4 separate regions of the Mus musculus genome follow, and regions 2, 3 and 4 are each linked to region 1. Evidence: chromatin contacts called from public HiChIP or PLAC-seq, Micro-C and promoter capture Hi-C data. All regions are on one chromosome and are shown on one strand. Each heading gives the region's core, a stretch centred on a gene start, on an enhancer-like site or on the middle of the called end of the contact. The rest is flanking DNA. Distances are from core to core; before and after follow the strand shown.

Region 1 (3,016 bases), core at 194-2,693:
CTCTTTGTGCCAGGTCTAGTTTCTCTTCTCTCTGAATATCTGCAGGTGGGATGGATAGACTCCTTAGAGAATGACTGACACTTTCCATCTTCTATGCAGGTCCTGATTCTACTGTGGCAGACACAAGGAACAGCTGAGGGGGTGTAACACACCCTACTCAGACCCTTCCCTGGGCCTGCTCCACCCTCAGGACTGTTTCCTGTGGTCCAACAGCAGCCCTGCCTGTCCTACTCTGGCTTCCAAGGAGGGAGCTCCATACTGTCACCTACAGAGCTGCTCCAGAACCCCACAGCTGAATTGAAAGGGGGAAAAAAAGCACGGATTTTAAATTTACACTTTTATGCTGGGCTACAGTGACAGCTATCCTGGAGTGTATGTGGTCCAAGGGCCGCACATGAGACACACCTGCAGAGAGTTTAAGCTGTTTGGCTTTTACCATATCTATCCTAAAGAACCCACCATCTTAGGGAAGAAGAAAGAAGAAAAGAGGAGGAGGAGGGGAGGAGAGGAGGGGAAGAAGAAAGAGGAAAGGAAGAAGAAAAAAGGAGGAAGGGAGGAGAGGAGGAGGAGGAAAAGGAGAAGAAAATCGTAGTAGTACCCAGGCTTGGGAGGTGGCAACAGGGGTCTTCCACAGAGCCTGGCTTCTCTGAGGGTCTGGAAACTGCTGGTAGACCCTCTCGGGATAAGGAACTACAGTCAGTGACTTCTATGCTTCTGTCCCAGGCTGCGTGGGACACTGAGGAGTCTAGTTAGATTGGTCTACTTTGAGCCTTGCTTGAATAGCTGTGTAATGTTTTGGTAAATTACATTTTACCATCATGACTAGTTTCAAGCTTAAAAAAGATTTCTAAGGTAGGTAAGCCGTTAATCCCAGTAGTCTGGAGGTTGGGGTAGGTGGATCTCTGCAAGTTCGAGGCCAGCCACTACACTGAGTGAGCTCCGGGCCAGCCAGCCAGAGGGACACATTCAGAAGACCAGCTCAAACAAACAAACAAAAACCAAATAAAGTAAAATTCTGCCTCCCCAACCTGGAACAATGGGTTGGTGGATGTGGGGTGGAGAGGGGTGCTAGGTCACTTTTTCACTTTGTCTTCCTGGACCTCCTGAGTCCCATCACTTCTCCAACTCTAAATCGGCCTGGGGACAACATGCTCAGCCAGCAGTTAAGTCCCGTGCCCTCCCACCTGGAGAAGGTGTAGAAAATAGGAGGAAAGGCCCAGGCGGCCTCGAGCCCGAAGGCATGAAGCCCCCGGGAACCGAGCACACACTGTCCTTCCCCGGGTGCCGCTCACCATCTGTTGTGACACGGGGGCCGAGACCTGAAAGAGCTTGGCAGCCCCGGTGAGCGCGAAGAAGACGCCAAGCAGAACCCGCAACACGCCTACCCTGAACGACATAGCAGCGCCCGCCTTCCTGGACGACTCTTCCTCCCTACCGGAAGACTACAGTCGGTCCGGCCCGCCCACCCGGTTACGCCCAACTTTCAGCCCCGCCCACTGATGGCCACCTCCGCTAAGACCCGCCCACTGAGGCCTTTCCTTACAGGCTGTACTCATTGTGGAGGGTGCGGAGTATCGGGTGTGTGTCCACGCGATCTGGCCTTCAAACCCACCCGTGCTAGAGGAATCTGACACCACCCAACTCCCTGAGTGTCTCTGGGTCTGCAGCTGTATGGAAGTTGCACAATGGCCTTCAGAAAGTTACTAGAAAATCAGTGAACCCTACAATTAATGAGCAATAAAGCAGTAACTGTAAGTTTTTCTGGTCCACCTATGCCTAAAATACCTGCCCCTCCCATTGCTCAACCAAAAGAAAAATGAGAAAGATATTTAAAGAATCCCTTACTTGGTTGCACTGGCAAACAGAGGACCAATTTTTTCCGGTTGTCGAGTTTTTTAACACACACCCATAAGGAAAATAATAACATTCTAGAAATGATTAAGCAATGTTCAAGGAATTTTCACAACAATTGAAAATTATATAAAACTAACACCTCGGGGTACAAGGGTGAAAGTGTTGACCTGCATCCATTTGTATACCATCTATGGCTGAGCCACTGAATACTATCTGACCTTTCATGAAAGCTGGCTACTGCCACGCATGATGTGCCTGTAATTCCCCAACTAGTGAGGATAAGGCCTGAGGACTGCCCAGAGTTGAATGAACTTCACAGCAAGAACTAGGCTAGTGAGGACTATATCGCAAAGGCCAGTCTCAAAATAAAATAAAATAAAATAATTCCCAAGCCCTGGTCTATGGGTCCAAAAGAAGCCCTATGGTCTCAAACCCTCCCACTGTTCATGCTTACTGGCCACGTACTTGGATCTGCTTCCATCTACATAACTCTCGGAGGGCTGGCGATATGGCTGGTGACTAAAACTGCTCATGTTTTTAAAGTGCACATGCCTACTTGGTCATGCAGGAAGGTACTGGTTGCTGGCCTAACTTAACTCTGTTTTGTCACTTTTTTTCCCCTGAGTCACTTTCTCCTGTGATAGATAACCTTGGAAAGACAAAACTCACCCAAAAGCATAATGACAGTGAAGAAGCAAAGCCAGCTCCAAGCAGCAGCGAGTCTGGCAGAGCAGACCAGGCCTTAAATGGGGCAAATGCCACAGTGATGAGGCTAAAACCAAACTGCTCCCTAAAGTGGGAACCATTTGCAAAACTAGAACTGAAAGAACCATCAATCAGACGACTGTCCTTACCAAGAAGTCCGACTGTCAGGCGCCCAACCCTCCACTGTTCCCTTTTCCTGTGATATTTCAGAGTCCCAGTTAGTCCTTCAAACTAAGGTGGCATTGTGTCCCAGCAGTCAGGAAGCAGAGGTAGTCAGATCTCTGAGTTCTAAGCTAGCCTGGTTGACATGAGTTCCAGGATAGCTAGGGCTATACAGAGAGGCCCTGTCTCAAACAAAACAAAACAAAAACTGCTGAGGTGGGTGGGGTCAATGAATCACAATTTGTTCTTCCCAGCCCAGTCTTGCTCTGCCCTTCACTGCTCACCTCTAACTGGT
Region 2 (3,016 bases), core at 238-2,737, 230 kb before region 1:
CCCTCGAGCCCACGTGAAGAAAACCATTCTGTGAAGGGTCCCTAGACTGGACTGGCAGGGTGGGCATGACCTGGAAGGTTCCAGAATCTCTCATGAATGTAGCTGATGGGGAGAAGAGCTGAGTTGGCATTGGAGGCAAGCAAAAGGGAGGACTCCCAGAGCTTTGGGATCCAGTTGTGCCTCCCGGCTGACTGGCCTTCGCTGAGTCACCCCTCTCCTCTGTACCTCCATTTCCTTTTCTGTTAAATAAACACACCGAGGGCCACTTCGCAGGGCTCCTGGGAGGGGAGTTTCACGAAGGCACCGATGAGCAAATGCCTTCCTGTGTGGCCCAGGGTGAGAGCTAAATAAAGATAAATGGGTTTACAGATTCAAGGTGTCCTTTGGGTCTTGGCCTTTGTACCCTTCCTGAAGTCAAGGGGTTTCCCTCTCCTCTAGAAAAGGAGTATCTAACTTTTCCTCAGGGCTGTTCCAAAGCTAACCTTTTGTCCCAGCTGGAAGTCTGGGCTGTGGGTGTCTGCAGAGATGATGGAGTTTGGCAGAACCGTATGTTGGGATGGAAAACACCCAGACTCTGAGTAAGCGTGGCTGCATCAGAACTCGGACAACTTCAGCTGAGTTCCTAATGCATTGCCTGTGGGGGTCACTGTGAGCAATGGCAAGTACCTGGCACGACCAGAGTTAGCCAGCCAAAAAGGCCACGTACGTGTGAATCACTGCTGTTAGGGAGTGCTCAATAATAAATGCTTGTGTGAAGTGAAGCAGAGGGGCCCTTCCTTGGGTGTACATTATTAACCTTCACTGTCTCTGCTGGACGCAAGCCCAGCACCCCTCTGTAGCCCCTGCTGGACCACACTCCAGCTTCTCCAGAGCCATTTCCAGCAGAAGCCTAGGACCACAGGGCACACAACAAGGTTACAGGCCTGGCACCAAGCCAACAGCAGCCTTTGAAATCACCAGCCTGCATTCCTTGTCTCCAGCAGGGCAGTGGGCCTCGAAAATCCAGGTGGCTTATCTGGGTTCCAAAACAGAAAATATATATTCCCCACCAGCGTGGCACAAGTCACAGGCTGAATCAAGGCTATCCCCTTCCATAAAAACCAGCCGCTAAGGATCTCAGAACCAGTTGCCTGAGGCCAAAAGAGAGAGTTGGGAACCAGGGCACAGGAAGAGGGACACACATGGCAAGCTGAAAGGAACAGGATCTGTGTCACTAGCACCATCCTGTACCTGGACATTTTGATACCAAACTCCAGCCTCCATCACTCCAGTCCCACCCACATACCTACCAACCCAGACAGGCAGGAGGAGGAAGGCGTGGGCCCAAGAGATGAGCCACAGGTGTTTGCTCTGCCACTGTGCCCAGGGAAGTCCTTCTGCCCAGCCTGCCTACCCACTCCAGCACTCTCTCTTGGCTCATTGGCTCAGAAAGCCCCACCCTGCTGGTAAGTGAGGAACAAAAGCTGCCTCCAGGACGGCCTCAGGCAGACAGACAAGCCGGCACCGGAGAGTGAGGACACGGGGACCCAAGAAGGGTGAGGACCGAATACAGCTGGAGACGGCTGTGGGGGGAGGTCCCCGGGGAAACCTAGGGCTGGGGACTTAGCTTCCCAAAGGGAACCAGGGGTGGGCAGGGACCCTGAAAGAACACTAGGAAAACTCCACAGAGGAAAGGAAATGTGCTATACAGAGGACAGAGGACCAGAGGAGAATCCAGAAGAGATTGGGAAAGAGTAAGCCATAGCTCAGTTCAGCTAGGATCCATTGAGAATGCACTGGGCCTGACAAAAAGCTTTGTCCCAGGAGACAGAGACGTCCAGTTTGCCTTCCAGCCTCCAGCAGGCTAACAAGGAAGCCTGGGCCAATGAGGTATGGGTGATGCTCCCTGCAGTGGAAGACAGAGGGGCCTCAGCACGTGTCCCAGGGATACATGGCTGCAGAAACCAGGAGCTGAGTCAGGGATGGTACAAGGACGGCTTGAGATGGAACACCCTAAGTACCCCAGAGCCAGGGAGCACAAGGCTGGGGTACACAAACATGGCCTGTATGAAAATGAGAGACATGACTCTCAGCCAGCCACTAATTAGGCAGTCAGAGAAGAGGGGTGCACCTGGGAAGAAAGATCAGTGGTGGGGCAAAGACCATGCCGGTACCCAGCCCCTGCCTCCTCCTTATCCCTTATACACACACACACACACACACACACACACATACAACATACACACACACACAAACACACATATACACACAAACACATAATACACACATACAAACACACACATACATTCAAACACACAATACACACACATAAACACAAACACACGCACATACATACATACATACACAAACACACATACACATACAAACACACACATACAATCCTTATCCCTTACATACACATATATACACACACAAATGCACACATACAATCCTTATCCCATACACACACAAACACATACATACACACAGCAACACACACATATACAAACACACACACAAACACACAGATGTACTCACACAAACACACAAATACACATACATATGTGCACACACACGAACACATATACATACACACACAAACACAGACATACATACACAAACACACACACACATACACATACACATACCCATGAAATGGTTGGAATTCCAGAGGGACCAACTGTGGTCCAGATCTCAAGACAATAAAAGAGATGAATAAAAAAGAATGCCTGTCTGTTCTGCACTGACACAGCAGGGTGGGAAAGAGGCCAAGCCACACCGATTGCAGAAGAGCCTTTGTTTAGTTTGGAAAGGGATGTCTCACAAAGTTCCAGAGCCACAAAGGAGTAAGGATGGAAACTGCTCTGAGAAATCTCCCAAGGAGTCAGAGTGGGCATTCCCAACCCAGAGCCCTGCCCATGCTGGGTTCAGGAAAAATGCAATGAATCTGACACCCACTTAAGGCCTGCCTACCCTGTCCCTTCTTGCCTTCATCCAGTCCCCAAAGCCATCTGACTCTAGAAGTCTCTGGGCCACT
Region 3 (3,016 bases), core at 299-2,798, 190 kb before region 1:
TTGCTGACTGTCCTTGAACTCTCTCTCTCTCTCTCTCTCTCTCTCGCTCTCTTTCTCTCTCTCTCTCTCTCTCCCTCCTCCCTTCCTCCCTCCTTCCCTCCCTCCTCCTTCTCTTCTTCCCCTGCCTCTCCTCTCCCTGACAATGTCTCATGTACCACAGGCTGACCTCAAACTCACAAAGGAGAAGACAGCCTTGAACTTCTGACCTTCTTGCCTCTTCCTCCTCCTCCTCCCCCCCCCTCCTGTGAGGTTCCAGGCATGTGCCACCTGGTTTATGTGCCACCAGGGCTAGCTAGAACCTAAGGCTCTGTGAGTACTGAACAAGCACTCAACCAATATTTACACCCCAGCCCCATACCATTGACATTTTAATTCCTCAGCCTCATCTTTCCACAGAACTAGGATTACAGGCTGCCTGTACCACCATGCCTGTGTATTTGTGTTTTGTGGAGTTGGTTGTTTGCTTAGACAGGTTCCCACCATGTATCCCAGGTTGGCCTGAAACTCTTGCTCTGCCTCCTTCAGCCTCCCAAGCTCAGGGTTTACATCTCAGTGACTTCAGGTCCTCGCTCAAACCTTTAGAACCAATACAGCACACTGGGGGCTTTGGCAGGCCCTCCGAAGCAGGTATCCTTCCATCACTATTCGGTAGGGTCAGGGCAGAGGAGGGTAAGATTGACCCTCGTTGCTCTGACAAGCCTCATGGTTGGGTCCCCCAGCCTCTTCTGGGCGTTAGCACAAGAAACCAAACCTGGTGGCTCCAAGGTAGTGATGCTGTTCTGCACCGCCTGGCTTTCTCAACCCCTAACCACACCCCGTGATGCCCTGGATCCCACCTTTACACTTTTACTGTTACCCACGGGGCTTACCCTGCTCAATTTCTGCATCTAGTAAGGAGGGTAGGAAACCAGGCCTGGCAGGCTTATTGTGGCTTTCCCAGCTGCAGGCGGATTCTTAATCCCACACTCTTCGTTCACAGTGAAGCAGGGCTCTGCCTGCTTCCAAATTCCCCAGGAAGATCTTTCCTCTCTTTTAGAGGCATCGACTGGAACCCAGCTAAAGGACAGGAGCTTCCCTCCACTTCCACTCTCAGATCAAAGGACCCTAGAGCGTTCCTAAGTGACTTTTGATGGTATAGCCTGCCCAGGATTGGTGAAGTAGAGACCCCTAGATCAACCAGATTCTAGAAAGGGAGAATTCTCACCCCTCTCCAATGTGGGTCCAGTGGCCTCAGAAGCTGGGCACACGGATGAGTCTCCCTTCTTACCCCACCCACTCCTTACAGCCTCCGGACCAGGTGCCAGATCTGCCAGCTCCTCTCGCTTAAAAAAAAAATCGCCTTCACATCCTGCTGCGGACCTAGGGAGGGCACTGGACCTGGGGGGGGAGTGCAGTCTGGGATACCGGAGGGCGTCAGAGCAGAGAAACAAGACAGCTTCCATCTCTCGCAACCAAAGAAGCACAATCTGGGCGGGTCCTGGGAGTCTGTCCCTCCCAGGCCCCGCCTCCCTGCTCCCCAGAGCCCTCTGGCTGGCGTTTCCTGCCCTAAACCCGCAGCTGCGCGCTATTTAAGGCGTCCTGCGGGAGGCGCGGTCCTGCAGGATTCCCGCAGGCGCAGCTTCGGCCACGGTCGTCCCCTCTACCTGGGCCAGCCGGGCAAGCAGGCGGTGAGTTCGGGGGGCAGGGGAAACGGTTCACTCCACTGCGGGAGGGCTGAGGCTTGCTTGCCCCCCGGGGCGCCAGACGCGACTGAAGCCACCAGCGGCACTCACCTAGCCTGCCTTTAACCAGCCTCTTGTGTTTAGCTCCCTTCCCTTTTTTTTTCAATGAACCCTTAAGGAGAGACCGAGGGCGCCGGGAAGATTACTAATCCAAATCCCCAGGTGGTGAGAAGAAAGCAGTATTTGAATGTAGGTCTGGTAGTACCTGCTTTACTTCTGGAACAGCACCCACACCACACATCACCACGTTTTCACACACACCATGAGATGTTCTGGGAACGTTGGAACCTTCACCCAGCTATGGCCATTCCTTGCAAGGCTCTATCTAGAATGGCTGCAACAGCTTTGGAGGGAAGTGAGCTAGGACAGGCTCAGGTGTATTCACTAAAATCGCAGGTGGTCCTTTTGGTAGACAGGTGGACCAAATGCCCTGGGCTTCTGAGTCCCTCACCCCATCTTCCCTCACTCCCAGCCCCACCGGCAAGTGCAAAGATTCAAATGAGGCCCTCAACATTTTTAATGAGGCATGGAAGATGGGAACGGGACCCCTAATAACCATCTCTCCCCACCCCTGCTCTCTTGGGGGTTGCCAGCCTTGAACAAAAGGGAGGAAGGGCATGGCACAACTGTGTGTGACCTTGGATAAGTTCCTCAACTGTTCTGTTTCCATAGGAACCTCTATTCAATCCACATGTCTTCGGGTTGTGGTCACCCTGGGGCACTGGCCTGTGAAAGAAAGCACAATGTGTGGTTAGATTGGGACCCTAGCACAGGCGGACCTCCCAAGGGCTTACATCCCATGGACATATGTCTAGTGGGGGAGCTGAGAAAGGCTTTGTGCTGCCCTGCTGATGGCCCTCTGACCCTTGTCTCCCTGCAGAGAGAGGCCCTGGAAACATGGGCGACTGGGGCTTCCTGGAGAAGTTGCTAGACCAGGTCCAGGAACACTCGACCGTGGTGGGCAAGATCTGGTTAACGGTGCTCTTCATCTTCCGCATCCTCATCCTGGGGCTGGCTGGCGAGTCGGTGTGGGGCGACGAGCAGTCTGATTTTGAGTGTAACACAGCCCAGCCGGGCTGCACCAACGTCTGCTATGACCAGGCCTTCCCCATCTCCCACATCCGATACTGGGTGCTGCAGTTCCTCTTCGTCAGCACACCCACCCTGATCTACCTGGGCCACGTCATCTACCTGTCTCGGCGGGAAGAGCGGTTGCGGCAGAAAGAGGGAGAGCTCCGGGCGCTGCCATCCAAGGACCTACATGTAGAGCGGGCACTGGCTGCCATCGAACATCA
Region 4 (3,016 bases), core at 207-2,706, 160 kb after region 1:
TCTATTTGTTTTTTGCTTTGGACATGTAAGGAAAGAGTCTAGGATATGAAAAAAAAAACATTATCTGGCAGAAGTGAACATGTTTCTTTTTGTTCTACCCATAAGTGAAACAAAAGATAACAGGCCCAAGGGAGAATCAAGGACCAGCATGGAAACTTTCAGCCATTTCAGTGTTCAGCCAATGTTCCTGGGTTCAAAGAGCTACTGACTTACACACAGAAGTACAGCTGTAGAGCAACTTTCACCCTGTGAGCAGAGGAGCTCTGGGTCCCCTTGTATTGCCATGGAGAATAACAACTCTTCAGAGACTTAAACATTTTTTTTAATTAGTTCTTTGGGGATTTCCTAGTATACCAGCAGTCCAAGCACTTGGTCAAGGCAGGAAGACCAGCAGTTTCAGGCCACTCTGGGTTACATAGCAACCTAGCTCCAACCAACCCAACTCCAACCAATCCAACTCCAACCAACCCAACTCCAACCAACCTAAACTAATTTCCTTGTATTTTTTACTATATGTCTGTCTGTTGTGCCTATGTCTTCATTAAGAATCCAAGAGGGGACTTCAGCTCTCATTATCTTTGGCTTCGTTGTGCTTCAGGGAAGATAGTGCCTACCCTTGGATTTCCTGCCTTGACAGTTCAAGCTCCTATTCTTTAAGTCAGACCCTCAAATTCCTTCAGTGGAGGCAAATGATGGCACACAGCAGTTGCAGGTCATCACCATGAAACTTCTCAGGAGAGCAGCCATGTTCTTGAACTATCAAGACTCTTGACATTTTATGTTCTTTTGCCTTGACGACAGTTTTGTGTGTTCAGAATCCTGGAGGAATGCAATTCCAGACTGTGTTCTAGCTCCTCACCAGCCACTCGATATCTTGAGGTAAATTAATTTATTTCAAATGACCATACTGGCAATGTTAACTTTGAAAGCAATGGAGTAGATGGTTTCTAAGATCCTTTTTCATTTTAGTATTCTAATGGCAAGCAGGTATTGAGGAAATTGTCTTCAGTTATTGGTTCTGCCTTCAACACTACCAGTGGATCTGGTTTTAAGGTTGGAAGTTGTTCCTTGAGAGTCGACGCCCTTTACTTGACAAGCTGTTGGTTTCTCCTTCAGATAACAGTCTTGTTTTCTTCTTGGTTGGGATTCTTCATGTTCATAGGGTCACTGAGAACTTTGGCTCATCAGGGTTCTCTCCTTTTGGCAATATCTCTGTAGTCAGGTGTAGGGTGGTGATGTGAACCCCTCACTGACATTTCACCAGATAGTCCTTCCATTAAGATCTTTCATTCTGACATCATCCCTTCGTCATGGTCCCTTTAAGGGAGCGGCCATAGTTGAGTGGTGGGAGCAGCTGCTGGCAGCAAAGAGACTAACAGGATTAGGCCTAGCCTGGGCCACTCACCGCGCACGCTCAGGACCGGGGGCTTGGTGGGAAAGGGAGGAGGGGCTTGTGGCGCGCCTGCGCATCAGGGGCGCGCGCAAGGGGCTGGTTTGGAGATCCCTTTAAGAAAACCACTGGCGGAGGAATTTCTCTGAGAGAAAATAATCCTCCTCACGGGGCCCCTTGGAGGCCATTAACCCCCCGAGTCCCGGCCCCCCTGCCCCGGCAGGCCCTTGCGCCCACGCGCCCGCCCGTGGGACCCCAGGAGCTGCGGCTAAGCGCGCGGGCCTCCGCCCCCCTCGTCACTCCCGCGCCAGGCCCGGCGGGGGCCGAGGGGGACCGAACCGCAGCGGGTGAAGCGCCGGTGTCTGCAGTGTGGGCGGGGGCCGAGAGGGGCCGCGGCCGCCGCGCCGGGAGCCGCCGCGGTTCCGAGCGGGGCCCAACATGGCGGAGCGGGAGGTGGAGACCGGCCCCCGAAAGAGGGTAGGTGAGGTGAGGCCGCGGGCCGTCTGCGGGCTGCGGGCTGCGGGCAGGCGGGCGGGCGGGCGGGCGGGGGGCGGGGCGCGGCCGGCCCCGAGCAGCCCGGAGCTCACGGGTGGCGCGGTGGTCGACGGCCGGAGGGAGGGGCGGCCCGAGGCGGCACCGGGGTCCCCTCGGCAGGTGGGACAAAGCTCGGTGGCCGGCGGGGAGGGGGAGGGGCGGGGGCCGTGGTCCGCTTGGCTCCCCTCCCTTTGCCGGCGTGTGGGTGGTGGTGCGTATTCGGGGGGGGGGGGAGCCTGGGAGACGCAAGGTGTCAGACTCCGCTTCTGCATCCTCGAGGAAAAGGGAGTCTATGGAAGTTTCTCTGGGGAGAGGTCAGGTGGGGGTAGAGGTGGCGGGAAGAAGTCGTGGAGGATTGGTCGTTTCCTGAGGAGTAACCGGGAGGGTGCTGCGGGAACCCCGGAGCCAATTCATCTTCCTGCCTCCACTCCCCTCCCCCTTGACCGTTATCAAGCCCCAAAGTGGACATGGTGCTCTCTTCACCTTAGAAGAAGTGGGGTTGTCGTCTTGAAGTTGGGGGAATGTGTTCTGATAGCCACGGATGTGTTATAGTCTAGCATTCTTTACCTGCAGTTAGTAACGTGGAAGAGTGACAAGTTTTGTCCTTAGGATGTACCCAGCCAGCCTTGCCTGCCCTAGGTAAAGCCTTGTCTACACAGGAGTTGTAAGCCGTTTAAAAGTTTGTCTTGAAACTTTTTTTATTTTTAATTTAGTTGTGATTCATTTTCTTCAGATGGAGAACAATACTATCCACTGAGTAATGTTTTTCAAGGCTTTTTTTTTAAACTTCCCCTCACCCAGCATGTTAAGCATCAAGTTTGTTAAGTTTCCTATCAGGAGTTTTCCTTTTGGAAATGGTCTCCAAATGATGAGTTAGTTGTTAAACCAAGCTGCTTAAAACATGAATCTTAACCAAAAATGCTTTTTCATTCAGCATAAATGTCTATTCAAAGATGCATACTGTTAACATCCTGAGTGCTGACTGTGTGCCTGACATTGCACGAAGTGCTTTGTGAAGAGTTCAACCTCACAGTAACTATGCAGCCCATTTGTGGCTGAAATGTAGATTTATTTCCTATCTTACATAATTAA

The links. Hi-C and Micro-C count contacts between places; a contact is called where the count stands out from the background. HiChIP or PLAC-seq counts read pairs in DNA pulled down with a chosen protein or histone mark. Capture Hi-C pulls out chosen DNA fragments and counts their contacts.
Region 2: an HNF4G HiChIP or PLAC-seq map of pancreatic cancer cells shows a contact between it and region 1. The contact joins the promoter of Gjb4 here to the promoter of Tmem35b in region 1. A contact is called at or near these places in 4 of 39 promoter capture datasets (the 3T3-L1 cell line, cranial neural crest and embryonic stem cells), 1 of 484 Hi-C or Micro-C datasets (embryonic stem cells), 4 of 115 datasets of contacts at active chromatin or transcription factors (embryonic stem cells and pancreatic cancer cells) and 2 of 9 other capture datasets (embryonic stem cells and liver).
Region 3: a contact with region 1 is called in a Micro-C map of embryonic stem cells, with 2.4 times the contacts expected there. The contact joins the promoter of Gja4 here to the promoter of Tmem35b in region 1. A contact is called at or near these places in 16 of 39 promoter capture datasets (the 3T3-L1 cell line, 3T3-L1-derived adipocytes, the C10 cell line and 7 more), 16 of 484 Hi-C or Micro-C datasets (adipose-derived mesenchymal stem cells, cerebral cortex, cortical neurons and 5 more), 8 of 115 datasets of contacts at active chromatin or transcription factors (embryonic midbrain, embryonic stem cells, pancreatic cancer cells and 1 more) and 4 of 9 other capture datasets (adipose tissue, embryonic stem cells, liver and 1 more).
Region 4: a contact with region 1 is called in a promoter capture Hi-C map of pancreatic islet. The contact joins the promoter of Zmym4 here to the promoter of Tmem35b in region 1. A contact is called at or near these places in 1 of 484 Hi-C or Micro-C datasets (CD4 T cells), 2 of 115 datasets of contacts at active chromatin or transcription factors (embryonic stem cells and microglia) and 2 of 9 other capture datasets (adipose tissue and pancreatic islet).

What each region holds. Positions count from the first base shown.
Region 1 is chr4:127,124,470-127,127,485 of GRCm38.p6, reverse strand. Tmem35b (transmembrane protein 35B) reads right to left here and starts at 1,443. Exons shown (of 3, transcript NM_001099319.2): 1 at 1,293-1,443. The coding sequence starts at 1,397.
Region 2 is chr4:127,352,552-127,355,567 of GRCm38.p6, reverse strand. It overlaps Gjb4 (gap junction protein, beta 4), which reads left to right and starts at 1,487. Exons shown (of 2, transcript NM_008127.4): 1 at 1,487-1,535. It overlaps Gjb5 (gap junction protein, beta 5), which reads left to right. Exons shown (of 2, transcript NM_010291.3): 2 at 1-759. The coding sequence ends at 34.
Region 3 is chr4:127,312,571-127,315,586 of GRCm38.p6, reverse strand. Gja4 (gap junction protein, alpha 4) reads left to right here and starts at 1,548. Exons shown (of 2, transcript NM_008120.3): 1 at 1,548-1,667; 2 at 2,602-3,016. The coding sequence starts at 2,619.
Region 4 is chr4:126,966,667-126,969,682 of GRCm38.p6, reverse strand. It overlaps Zmym4 (zinc finger, MYM-type 4), which reads left to right and starts at 1,456. Exons shown (of 30, transcript NM_001114399.2): 1 at 1,456-1,867. The coding sequence starts at 1,829.